Regions from separate parts of the Mus musculus genome. Here region 1 is linked to region 2. The links are chromatin contacts, called in public promoter capture Hi-C maps. All regions are on one chromosome and are shown on one strand. The core of a region is the stretch at or near the end of the contact, and the rest is flanking DNA. Distances in the headings are between cores, read along the strand shown.

Evidence for each region. Capture Hi-C pulls out chosen DNA fragments and counts their contacts.
Region 1: a contact with region 2 is called in a promoter capture Hi-C map of adipose tissue. The contact joins two enhancer-like sites. A contact is called at or near these places in 5 of 39 promoter capture datasets (the C10 cell line, cranial neural crest, frontonasal cranial neural crest and 2 more), 1 of 15 datasets of contacts at CTCF or cohesin (large pre-B cells), 1 of 115 datasets of contacts at active chromatin or transcription factors (large pre-B cells) and 2 of 9 other capture datasets (adipose tissue and embryonic stem cells).

The regions. Positions count from the first base shown.
Region 1 is chr2:5,794,880-5,800,137 of GRCm38.p6, reverse strand. Cdc123 (cell division cycle 123) reads left to right here. Exons shown (of 13, transcript NM_133837.5): 11 at 1,649-1,777; 12 at 4,452-4,589; 13 at 5,258. Among named protein-coding and RNA genes, the nearest start is that of Gm29984, 28 kb to the left of the region's middle. Within about 2 kb of position 2,232, at least 12 of the 459 cell types and tissues checked have an H3K27ac peak or open chromatin away from gene starts, as enhancers often do. A contact at or near this core is called in adipose tissue, where this site is marked.
Region 2 is chr2:5,033,519-5,038,791 of GRCm38.p6, reverse strand. It overlaps Optn (optineurin), which reads left to right. Exons shown (of 14, transcript NM_001356487.1): 7 at 2,022-2,121; 8 at 3,709-3,824; 9 at 4,489-4,638. Among named protein-coding and RNA genes, the nearest start is that of Mcm10, 23 kb to the right of the region's middle. Within about 2 kb of position 3,266, at least 21 of the 459 cell types and tissues checked have an H3K27ac peak or open chromatin away from gene starts, as enhancers often do. A contact at or near this core is called in adipose tissue, where this site is marked.

The DNA.
Region 1 (5,258 bases), core at 983-3,482, 760 kb before region 2:
CAATTTTTTTTCCTTTGGCCACTTGATTTTTTAGTTATTGAGCAACCGTGCATGTTAAAATCTTTTGGTTTCTAATTGTGTTGGTTTTTTAGTAATATATTTTGAAGTTGTGTTTTTAGATAACACTAATTCTATTTTGATGAAACATGATATAAATAAAAGGAGGAAATTTGGGTTTTGGCTCACTGTTTCAGAGGTTTCTGGCGGTGGCCACTAGGCCCCATCACTGTGAGCCTTTGGGGTGTGAGACATCAGAGAGGGGGCCGGGGAACAGAGCTGCGCTGATGGGCTTTTGTTTGCTTTTTCCCCTTGAGGGCCCTATTTGGAGTTTGTGGGTCTGCCCCTCAGGAGCTGCCTTTGGTAGCTGTCCTCTGTGGACACGCCTCAGCGGTATACTCTGAAGTGTGTCTCACCAGTCTCCAATCAAGTTGACGATGGAGATTAACCATAGCAGATCATTTCAATCAAAACCTTATCATTAAGTAGGGACCTTTTCTATTCCTAATACTAATTGGGCTTTTGTATGTTTTTCATTATATATTTTATCTGATATTAGTAGTGCTGCAGGCTTGGGTTTGTTTTGAGAATTATTCATTGTTTCTAATGCTTTCATGTTTAGCTGTCTTATATACAGATTGCTGCTGGGTTATTTTGATCTCTTGCTGTGTGATTTCTTTTTGATCTCGTTGGTGTTTGTTCACATACTTGTTGCAGTGTGGATCCAATTTTGTCTTTTTCTAGACATCCTACTCCCTTTGGTCAAAAGGGAGGGCTTTATGCCAGCTCTTTATCTGGCTTTTTGACCAATGGCTAGTATTATTTAGTATTACTTCACATAGTCTAAGAATATAGAAGTGGGTACCAGACTGATGTGTGCAAATGGCTCAAGTGGCAAAAGAAACTGATAGGATTTCTCTTGGGGGTTATACAAAATAGAAACCTTACTCATGTGACACATGGTGAAAACTTGAAAAGGCTCCATGCCATTGGTTGGATATTTCTAAAGCAAGCCCTATTAAGGCATCTCCTCTAAAATTGTGTTTTAACTTAGACAAAATGCTGTCTCTCAGCATTCTCCTTTGGCATGTCCAAATGTGTGCGCACACGGGTTGGGGGCGGGGATGGAGCATGAGTGAACATAAACCAGAGGAACAAAGATAAGAATGTCAGGAGCCATGTCTGCCGTGTGTCCTAAGTGGCTCTGCAATCAAATGCATGGGCTCTGATTTCCTGGACTGCACATACTCTGTGCTGACCACAGAGCAGGGAGGCATCCCCACTCAGCTCACTTGAACAGGGTGGACGAGAAAGCCCTTTTCAGAGATTGATAGTCCTCTTCCCTTCATATGCTTTCAAGTTCTGTCATACACACAGGATGTGCTACATGGATGACCTGTAAGGGAAAATACAGGAAAATGCCTTTTGTTTTGTTTTGTTTTTCGAGACAGGGTTTCTCTGTGCAGCCCTGGCTGTCCTGGAACTCACTCTGTACACCAGGCTGACCTTGAACTCACAGAGATCTACCTGCCTTTGCCTCCTGAGAGGAAAATACCTTTTAAATAAGAGAGCATAGGTTGTGTTTGCTTTATTTTATACTTAGCTGGGTTTGATTGGTTGGTTTTTGTTTGTTTTCTTCTGTCTGTTCTAGGGGAAGGTGTGGCTCATTGACTTTAATCCATTTGGGGAGGTCACAGACTCACTGTTGTTTACTTGGGAAGAGCTAACATCTGAGAACAACCTACGTGGTGAGGTCACTGAAGGAGATGCTCAGGAGCAGGTGAGACCGACCATTTCCGTCTGTTCACCCCTCCCTTGATGTGCATACTTAGGACCTGGACCACTAGGAAAGGGTCAAGTAGACACAGCTTCACTAGCCCTTCCTTCCTGTCACAGTGTTAAAGGGGCGTCCACGTGGCTCAGGCCCTTCCCTGGAAAGCTGACTTTTTCTGCTTATTCTACTTTTATTATCTCTGCCTGTCATGTTCACTTGGAAAAACCTTCACCCTTGAGATTCACACAATGGCTTCTCTGGTCCTTGCTCCCCGCTGAGTAATCACAGAGAGCAGTGGCAACATGTCCGTCTCGTCACAGTGTCACCTCTGCTTTCATGACCACTGTCTGGCCAGCTGTCATCTCAGTTGGTCCCAGGCTGGTCCCACTTCTCTTGGCTCCTCTCCTCATCTAGCCGTTGTTCCTGCCTTCCTCTCCGCAGATCCTCTCAGTTCCTCTAGAAACAAAACCTTCTCAGCCCAGTCCTCTGCAGAGCTGACCCTTGTCTGCCCTACGCCCTGAGCTCTCTCTGGTTCTCAGCCTCTTTTCTGTCTGCTCCTGTCCGTTAGGGTTCAGCCAAGTTCACGTAGATCCCATCTGAATTTTTTTTCTTTAAGCACATTTTTCACTCACTACACTCTTCCTTTCTCCCATCTTCTCAGCTAGCTTATCTTTAAATACATTTATATTACCCTTTTTTACCCTTAAACAAAAGAATATGTGCTTGTCTGAGGAGCAAAGTTCACCGTTTCCGGGAGAGGAAGAGGCAGACTCAGTGGTAGCTGCAGCTACATTGACCTTGCTCAAGTGAACAACCTCTGGCCATGCTCGTGCTCAGGCAGGGACCCTAAGTAAGTCCAGCTGTGGAACAGCTGTGAGAGCTTCTGAGCTGCGTCTCAGCGCAGCCGCTCCCCTCGTCTCTTGCTACCTGCCCTCACTTTGTCAGTCCTCTGGCAGCCAGCTTCTGTCCTACCACTCTGTAGACCCTGCCCCTGGCAAGGACCCTAAGTGGCTTTTAACCTCTGGTGAGGGACAGACACACAGCCCTTCTCTTAGTGAGTCCCAACAGGCACCTTCCTGCTCCGACACTGTTTCTTCTCTTGAGAGATACACTCTCCTTTTCTGCTTTTCTGCCGTCTTGGCCTTCACGAGGAGCGTGCTGTACCTCGCCCATCCTCCCATTGCTTTGATCATTCCTCTGTCCTGCGCCATCTTTGGCCCTTCCTTTGCATCTCTGAGTCAGAGCAATGCTTAGCCTAATGAGCTCCTCGACAAACCATTTCTAGTCCCTGTTGATTCCAGTACTGCCTCCTGCATTAGACTCAGGTTTTCAAAGGAGGGGCTAGCACAGTGCCAAGCCCTGTTCATGTTTGTCATGTCAACCAGTGAAGGGATATTGTTCTAGCTAGCCATTAAATTGAAAGATGGGAAGAGGCCGTAAGTTAAGCAGGAGAGACACAGTTGTTGAACAGAAGTGGTTTTACAGGACTAATCTCTGTGCACATGGTCTCTTACTTACTTGTAAATCTTAGCAATTGGGCCTTGGCAGCATTTGGTTCTGGCTCCTTCCCTAGCATGTGCCCTGCTTGTCCCTGGACCACAGGGACGAGCACCTCCCTCTACTCCAGAAAGCTAGGAAGCCCAGCTCTGCTGGGAATTCTGTGCTCTAGCTGTCTCCAAAGACTGCTCTGTGCCTTGTTTGGCTCTCAGCCCAGGTGCCCCTTAGCGAGATCACCCCTCTAAAGACATCCTCCTTGTTCACCGTCTTAGCAAATTGCCCAGTTCTTGGTGTCCCTAACTCTTCTCACTGTGAGACACAGTCTAGCTCACGCTCTTGCTCACTTACTGACCATCTGTCTGTCTCCCAGTCTCACCACTTATACCCCATTCCCAGAACAAAGTCCAGCACACAGCCGATGATGTGTGTCAGGTGACTGCTTCATCTGTGTAAGATGTGGCTGCTTTCTGGGGCTTCCTGGTGCCAGTGTATTCTAGTTCCTGTCTTGTCTTCCTCTGCTGGACACCAACCATCCTCACCTAGATTTCTGCCACCTGGGAACTCCAAAGTCAAGGCTTTCTGTCTGGAGTCCTTTTTGGCTTAAGGCAACATATAAATATCATATGTAAGATTTGACCGAGTATGTTAAAGCATGACTTGGGTGACTAGTAACCTGTGAACCTGCATGCAGCTCACATAGATAATGAGGTTGCAGATGATCTAAGAGGAATATAAAAAGGTTATGGAAGTCAGAATACGCATTTGCCCTTGCAGAGTTCTTGCGGGAGGGAGCCTACCTCCCAACTACCCACCTGTAGAAGATGATGAGTACAGAGCTCTGGCCTACCTGGCATTGCTTGGGCACAGAGCTGACTAACAACAGGCTGTGGTTTACTCAGGAGCTTCTCCACATCACAGTGTCGTACACAGGCAGCTCTTAGAGACCCACCTAGCTCTCCAGGGAATGCTACTCTGAAAGGCTTTTTGTTCATTTCTCATGAGTGTGTAGAATTGTTTTAAATTCCTGGTGCCTTTTTTTGTTTTAACTTTAGGGTCTTGTTTTCTTCCTGCTCTGGTATAGATGAAAGCAATGGCATTGGAATTGTACTGCTGTCATTCTTTTAGTTTGGAAAATAGACCTGAAACAATAAAATGACAGACTTTCTGTTTTCTATTTGTAAAGGATTCTCCAGCCTTCCGTTGCACAAACAGTGAAGTCACAGTGCAGCCCAGCCCCTATCTGAGCTTCGGGCTGCCCAAGGACTTTGTAGACCTTTCCACCGGGGAGGATGCTCACAAGCTCATCGATTTCCTTAAGCTGGTAGAGTACATGGAAGTGTGGGTGCTGGTCATCCTTTCACGCTGGGCTTTCCACCCTCGGCCCCTGGACTTTTATAGAACAAAGAGGCAGTGAAGGAGTTAGGCTCTATACATAAATAGGAACTATGAGTTGAAGGAATGCTTTATCATCAGGATGACAGAAGATACTTTTATGACACAGTCATTTAGAAAAATCTTCATTCTGCTAGCTTTGAAGTATGTATGTTGTCAGGGGCTCGAAGATCTAGTCTCGTCTGCTACCAACGGTAATCGTGAATGTGGGCCTGTGTAATAAAGAGAAGAAAGTATTCAGACGCCTGAGGGTCGTCACCTAGGAGCCAGGTATCACCCAGTTTATCAAGCTAGTTAAAGATTGCTTTCCCAGCCGGGTGTGGTGGCGAACGCCTTTAATCCCAGCACTCGGGAGGCAGAGACAGGCAGATTTCTGAGTTCAAGGCCAGCCTGGTCTACAGAGTGAGTTCCAGGACAGCCAGGGCTATACAGAGAAACCCTGTCTCGAAACCCCCCTCCCCCCCCCCAAAAAAGATTGCTTTTCCATAATTTCTAGCCACATCTTTTGTGAAGACCTTTAGAAAGTTTCCCTTCCTGAGAGAAACGGTGGTCAGACAGGGTATGCTTCTTCAACAGAATCTTGCTTTCCTTTGACAGA
Region 2 (5,273 bases), core at 2,017-4,516:
AGGTTGTATAAGAAATACAGCCTTGTTTGTTTGTTTGTTGTTTTTTTTTAATAATAATATTTCAGGAAATAACAAGGGAAAGATGACCCAAAGTGAACATTTGCCCTAGAAAATTAAGATAACTTGTAATTCACATGTAGGCCAAAACCTGGGCCAAATGTGAAGTGTCCTACCGTGTGGGTAAGCCCACACTCCTGCGAGTACCATCTGCTGCCTCTGCCGTGTATTCAGCCAAGCCAAAGGGACAATAACTGAATACCAATTAGGGTTGGTAGTTTGTAACAGAAAAATGGGAAACAACACATCTCTACAGACTTCCCATGGCGCAGCACTGCTTTGACAGGAGCCTTGAGGGAAGCAGTGCTTTGAGCAGCCCTTCCACAGCCACTTTCCTGCTTCTTGGTCACTTCCAAGTAGCTGCCTCCATGGATAAGGTTTAAATTGTTACTTACGTTTTTGAAGATTTAATCATGACCTATTGACCTCTAGGTATGAACGAGGAAGGCTGAACTGTCTTGCACAACCATCAGCCGCCCAGTACATGCATTTCTGGAACTTTCTGTACCTCCTCTTCCTAGCTGAAATCGATAATTTTGAACTTTCCTCAAATTACTACTCTGTTCGTGCCCCTGTGCATTTGGACACATGCATACAATGCACATGTGTGCTCGCTCACAGTCAAGCACAATGACATGTGTGCTCGCTCACAGTCAGGCATACAGTGCACACGTGTGCTCTCACAGTCAGGCATACAGTGCACACGTGTGCTCGCTCACAGTCAGGCATATAGTGCACACGTGTGCTCGCTCACAGTCAGGCATACAGTGCACATATGTGCTCTCTCACAGTCAGGCATACAGTGCACACGTGTGCTCGCTCACAGTCAGGCATACTATGCACATGTGTGCTCGCTCACAGTCAGGCGAGCTTGCACTAGACAGCAGTCACTTTCCTTTTATACTTTTTAGGTCTCAGTACAAAATTCGCCATCTAACCAGTTGCCTCTTGCGTTGGTCTGTTTTCTGCTTCTTTAACAGAGTGCTAGACTAGACAGGTTGTAAACTATGGAAGTGTTTTCAGCCTATAGTCCTGAGGCTTTCAACAGAAAACAATGGAGCTTTTAACCCAGCCTTTATTAGGAACCCACTCCTGAGATGGTAACTGTGAAGGCATGCTGCTACAGCACCATGGCAACTAAGTGTCAACGTGGAAGGTTGGAGAGGTGCTCCGCAGTCAAGAGCATAGACTGCTCTTATAGAACACCTAAGTCCAGGCCCCCATGTGGAGTGACTCACAACTGCCTGCAACTCCAGTTCCAGGGGATCTTAAGCTCTCTCCTGACTCCTGCATTCACACACAGTTAAAAATAAAGTCTCTCACCCCTCAGAAAACTCACTGTGAGGTTTGAAAGGGTTGTTTAGTTATAGCTTCATGGTTTCCCTGGGAGCCAGTCTCTTCATTACAGTCAATTCATTACGACTCGGATTGTTCTTAAGGTATCTTGATTCCACTACTTTGTAGTCGTTCCTAAGACCGCTTTTAGTCAGCATCCTATAGAATTCCTATAGAATTCCTCATTCCAATTCAGCATCCTATAGAATTCCTCAGCTCGCCACTGTTGGATCCCATTTCCTTAACCCAGTGCCTTTCTTACTCTTTCCCCCTTAGTAAAGTACACTGTATCTCTACTGACTTACTGAGGAAGAATATGAGAAGAGAATATTTTCTGAGATCTGCCTAGCCAAAAGTCTCCCACCTCTTTGCTTCATCTGTATTCTGTATGTATTCATCTTATGTATTCATCTGTATGTATTCATCACAGGAGTTCTAGTCAGCAATAGGATAAAAGCAAGATGACTGCTAAAGAGGCAAATATAAAGAGACATTGAAGCCCTGCCTTTCTCCAGGCTCTGACACGTGCATTCGAGTGCCTCTACAGCTGCTTGTCCTCGTGTGTCTAAACAGAAAGTAAAACTTCTCTACATTCTGATGTTGTTGGTGTTTTGTTTTGTTGTTTTCAGAATTTCAGATTTTGAAAAGAAAGCAAATGGCCATTCTTCTACTGAGAAGCAGACAGCGAGGAGAGCAGACAGAGAGAAGGAGGACAAAGGCCAAGAGAGTGTGGGTACAGCACCGCCAAAGGACTGGCACGTCCCTGGCATGTCCCCGTTGGTGACGTGGTTGCTGGGTTCAAGTCTTACGTTGCACTATTTACCTTAGAAATGGAAACTTGTTTGTTTCAGAATACTTTCTACTTCTTTCGTTTTCATTTCCTTATCCTGAATTTGAAGTGCATGTCAGTAAGATGTGAACCAGTCTGTACACTCTCATATCTCTCCTTGTCTGATGGCATCTCCTGAATCCTTAAGTCCACCACCAGAAAAAGACATTTTGACTGACTTATAAGATGTCCTTTGTGAACATGAATCTGAGACTTTAGAATGGAAAGATCTTGGCTCTGTCCCAGCACTGGTAGGGAACAAAGGAATTAGCGTTTAAAAAAAAAAAAAAAAAGTTCCTGAATAACTTATGCCCTTGAGCCTGAAGAGTTTTAAGTTTAGGAAAAGTTCCTGAAGCCAGGAAATTAAAGAGTTCACAGTAGTCTGTACGAGAGACATATAGAATGATCCTTCTGTTCATGTATTCATCAGTACACACACACACTCACTCTCACACACTCACAAACACACTCACTCACATACACTCATATACACACTCACATACACACTCACACACACTCATTCACACACACACTCATACACACACACACACTCATACACATTCAACACACATACACACACACACACTCTCTCATACACTCACTCACACACACACTGGCTATGTCCTTCCTTTCCCTTTCATTTCTCTTTATTTTTTTAAATTTTGAGATTGTGTCTTATCCAGCCTAGGCTGAGCTCAGACTCACACGTAGCCTAGGAGAGGAACTACGATGTTCCCTGCCTTTGCTATGCTAGGATTACAGACGTGCAGCGGCTTCTCTGGCTCTGAGTCCCAACCTTAAGACAATGGAGAACACTGAAGACTGGTACAGTGGTGCATACCCCTATGAGTCTGGTGTCTGGTAGACTGAGGCAGTTGGATTTCAGATTTAAGGACAGCTTATGTGACAGCAAATTCCAGATCAGCATGAGTGCAAAAGCAAAACGGGGGTGGGGAAGGTGGAGAGAGAACAGGATGAGCTTACATGAAGAGAGCACGCTGCCAGAACAGCACACCGTTAACTGATGGACCAACAGTTAATGGGAAAGTATTGATGTTTCTAAGCTCGGATAAAACTCATATGCAAATTGACAACTGGCGGGCTTCCGGGAGAAGAGCTGGATAACAAATAATTACGTAAGCTAGAAGCAGACATTGGCAAGGCAATATAGTCTCGGAGTCTTTCCCCACACGAATAAAGTTATATTTTGACCTGGTGACCTGTGATCCCAGAAGCCTGAGTAGGTCCAGGTTTAGCAGTAAATCCATTATCACACAGGCCTAGACTGATAGTGGATGTGGTGCACAGAAACACAAGCTTGCCCAGACTGCTTTTCACATAAGTCACTTGGGGAAGTCTTGCGCAAATCAAGTCTACTCAGGGTTTCCGTGTTAGCTGGATATTAGTGGTCCATACTTTCTCCTCACACAAGGTCCACCTCCTCTCGAATGCTCTGTCTCACGTGAATGTCTGACATTGTCTGACAGGTTGGAAGCGAAGTGGAAACACTGAGCATTCAAGTGACCTCTCTGTTTAAGGAGCTTCAAGAGGCACACACAAAACTCAGTGAGGCTGAGCTGATGAAGAAGAGACTTCAAGAAAAGTAATAACTCATTTAATTTCCTCGCATGATTTATGAAGTGCGTTACTGTAGCAAAGCAGTTTTGTTACTGTATTAAAACAAGCAGGGACCTGATAGACGGTTCAGAAAAAGAGAACTTAGTGTTGGTGTGTATTCCTGAAGCTGTTGTCACACGGGTCATAAGGACACAAGAGGACTTGCACTGTGCTGTGAAGAGCACCAACCTCTGTAACCCCTGTACAGAGCTACATATAGTATTGTGATGTGAGAGATTTGCTGTACTTGGCATTAACACCCTGCACATAGCCATAGTGTATCTGTCTTTCGGCTCTCATAGGAGATGCTCGGGGCTTTCCTTTCCTCTTACTGGATCCTCATCAGAAATGAGAGTCTTTGTGACAGGCAGACTTTAGATTCTGAAGGGTGCCCAGGGATTTTGCTGTAATTTGCTCCTTAGTTCAGGTTGGGTAAAAATATATTAAAAATATAAGATGTTTAAAATATCCCACCCACCATAAGGCGGGAAGAAACAAAACAAGAAAGCAAACCTGAAGCAAAAAGAACAAAGTGTTTTGCCCTGTGGCCCTACCACACTCTGTACTTGATATCCTCTTGAGGATTTGTGCAGAAGCCAGGGAGAGTGACAAAGTGTTGTTTCTCCTCGGGGAATATTCATCTTTTTCAGGTGTCAGGCTCTGGAGAGGAAGAACTCTGCAACACCATCAGAGCTGAATGAAAAGCAAGAGCTCGTTTACAGTAACAAGAAGTTAGAGCTGCAGGTGGAGAGCATGCGCTCCGAAATCAAGATGGAGCAGGCCAAGACAGAGGAGGAGAAGTGAGTGTGTGCACCTGTGTGCGTGGGGTGGGGGCGGGGCGGGGGCGGGGCGGGGTGGGGCGGCAGCTCACCCAGAAGGGGAAGGACAGCTGGCCAAATACAGATGGGGTGGGGTGGGGGTGGGGGTGTACCTGGGAGTCATGGCATAAAATCTGTTTTACCATCTGGAAACTAGATGTCTAGGAGACTCCTGGACAGATTAAAGTTTTGCGTTGTAGCAAAAATAGGAAAATTATTTTTATTCTATCTTTTGAGAGAAAGACAGTCTTATGGAAGATACCATTTTCTTTGAGAGTAAGAAAAATGCTGACAAGTGGTGGCTGTAGTTTCATTTCTGTTCCATGATAAAATAGCCTGACAAAGCAACTTCGTGGACAGAGGGGTTATCTTAGCTTACACGGTCCAGCCACTCACTGGGAGGGAGTTGGCCAAGGCGCTCTGGGCTGGAAGCCCATTCACATCATGTCAAGAGCAGAGAGAAATGAATGCTTAGTTCTCAGCTTGCCTTGCCTACTTCTATTGCTTAGTTTTGTTTTTTGAGACAGGATTGGTCTGTGTTTCTCTGGCTGTCCCAGAATTCACAGAGATCCACCTGCCTCTTACACCCGAGTGCTGGGATAATCGAGAGCCCTAAG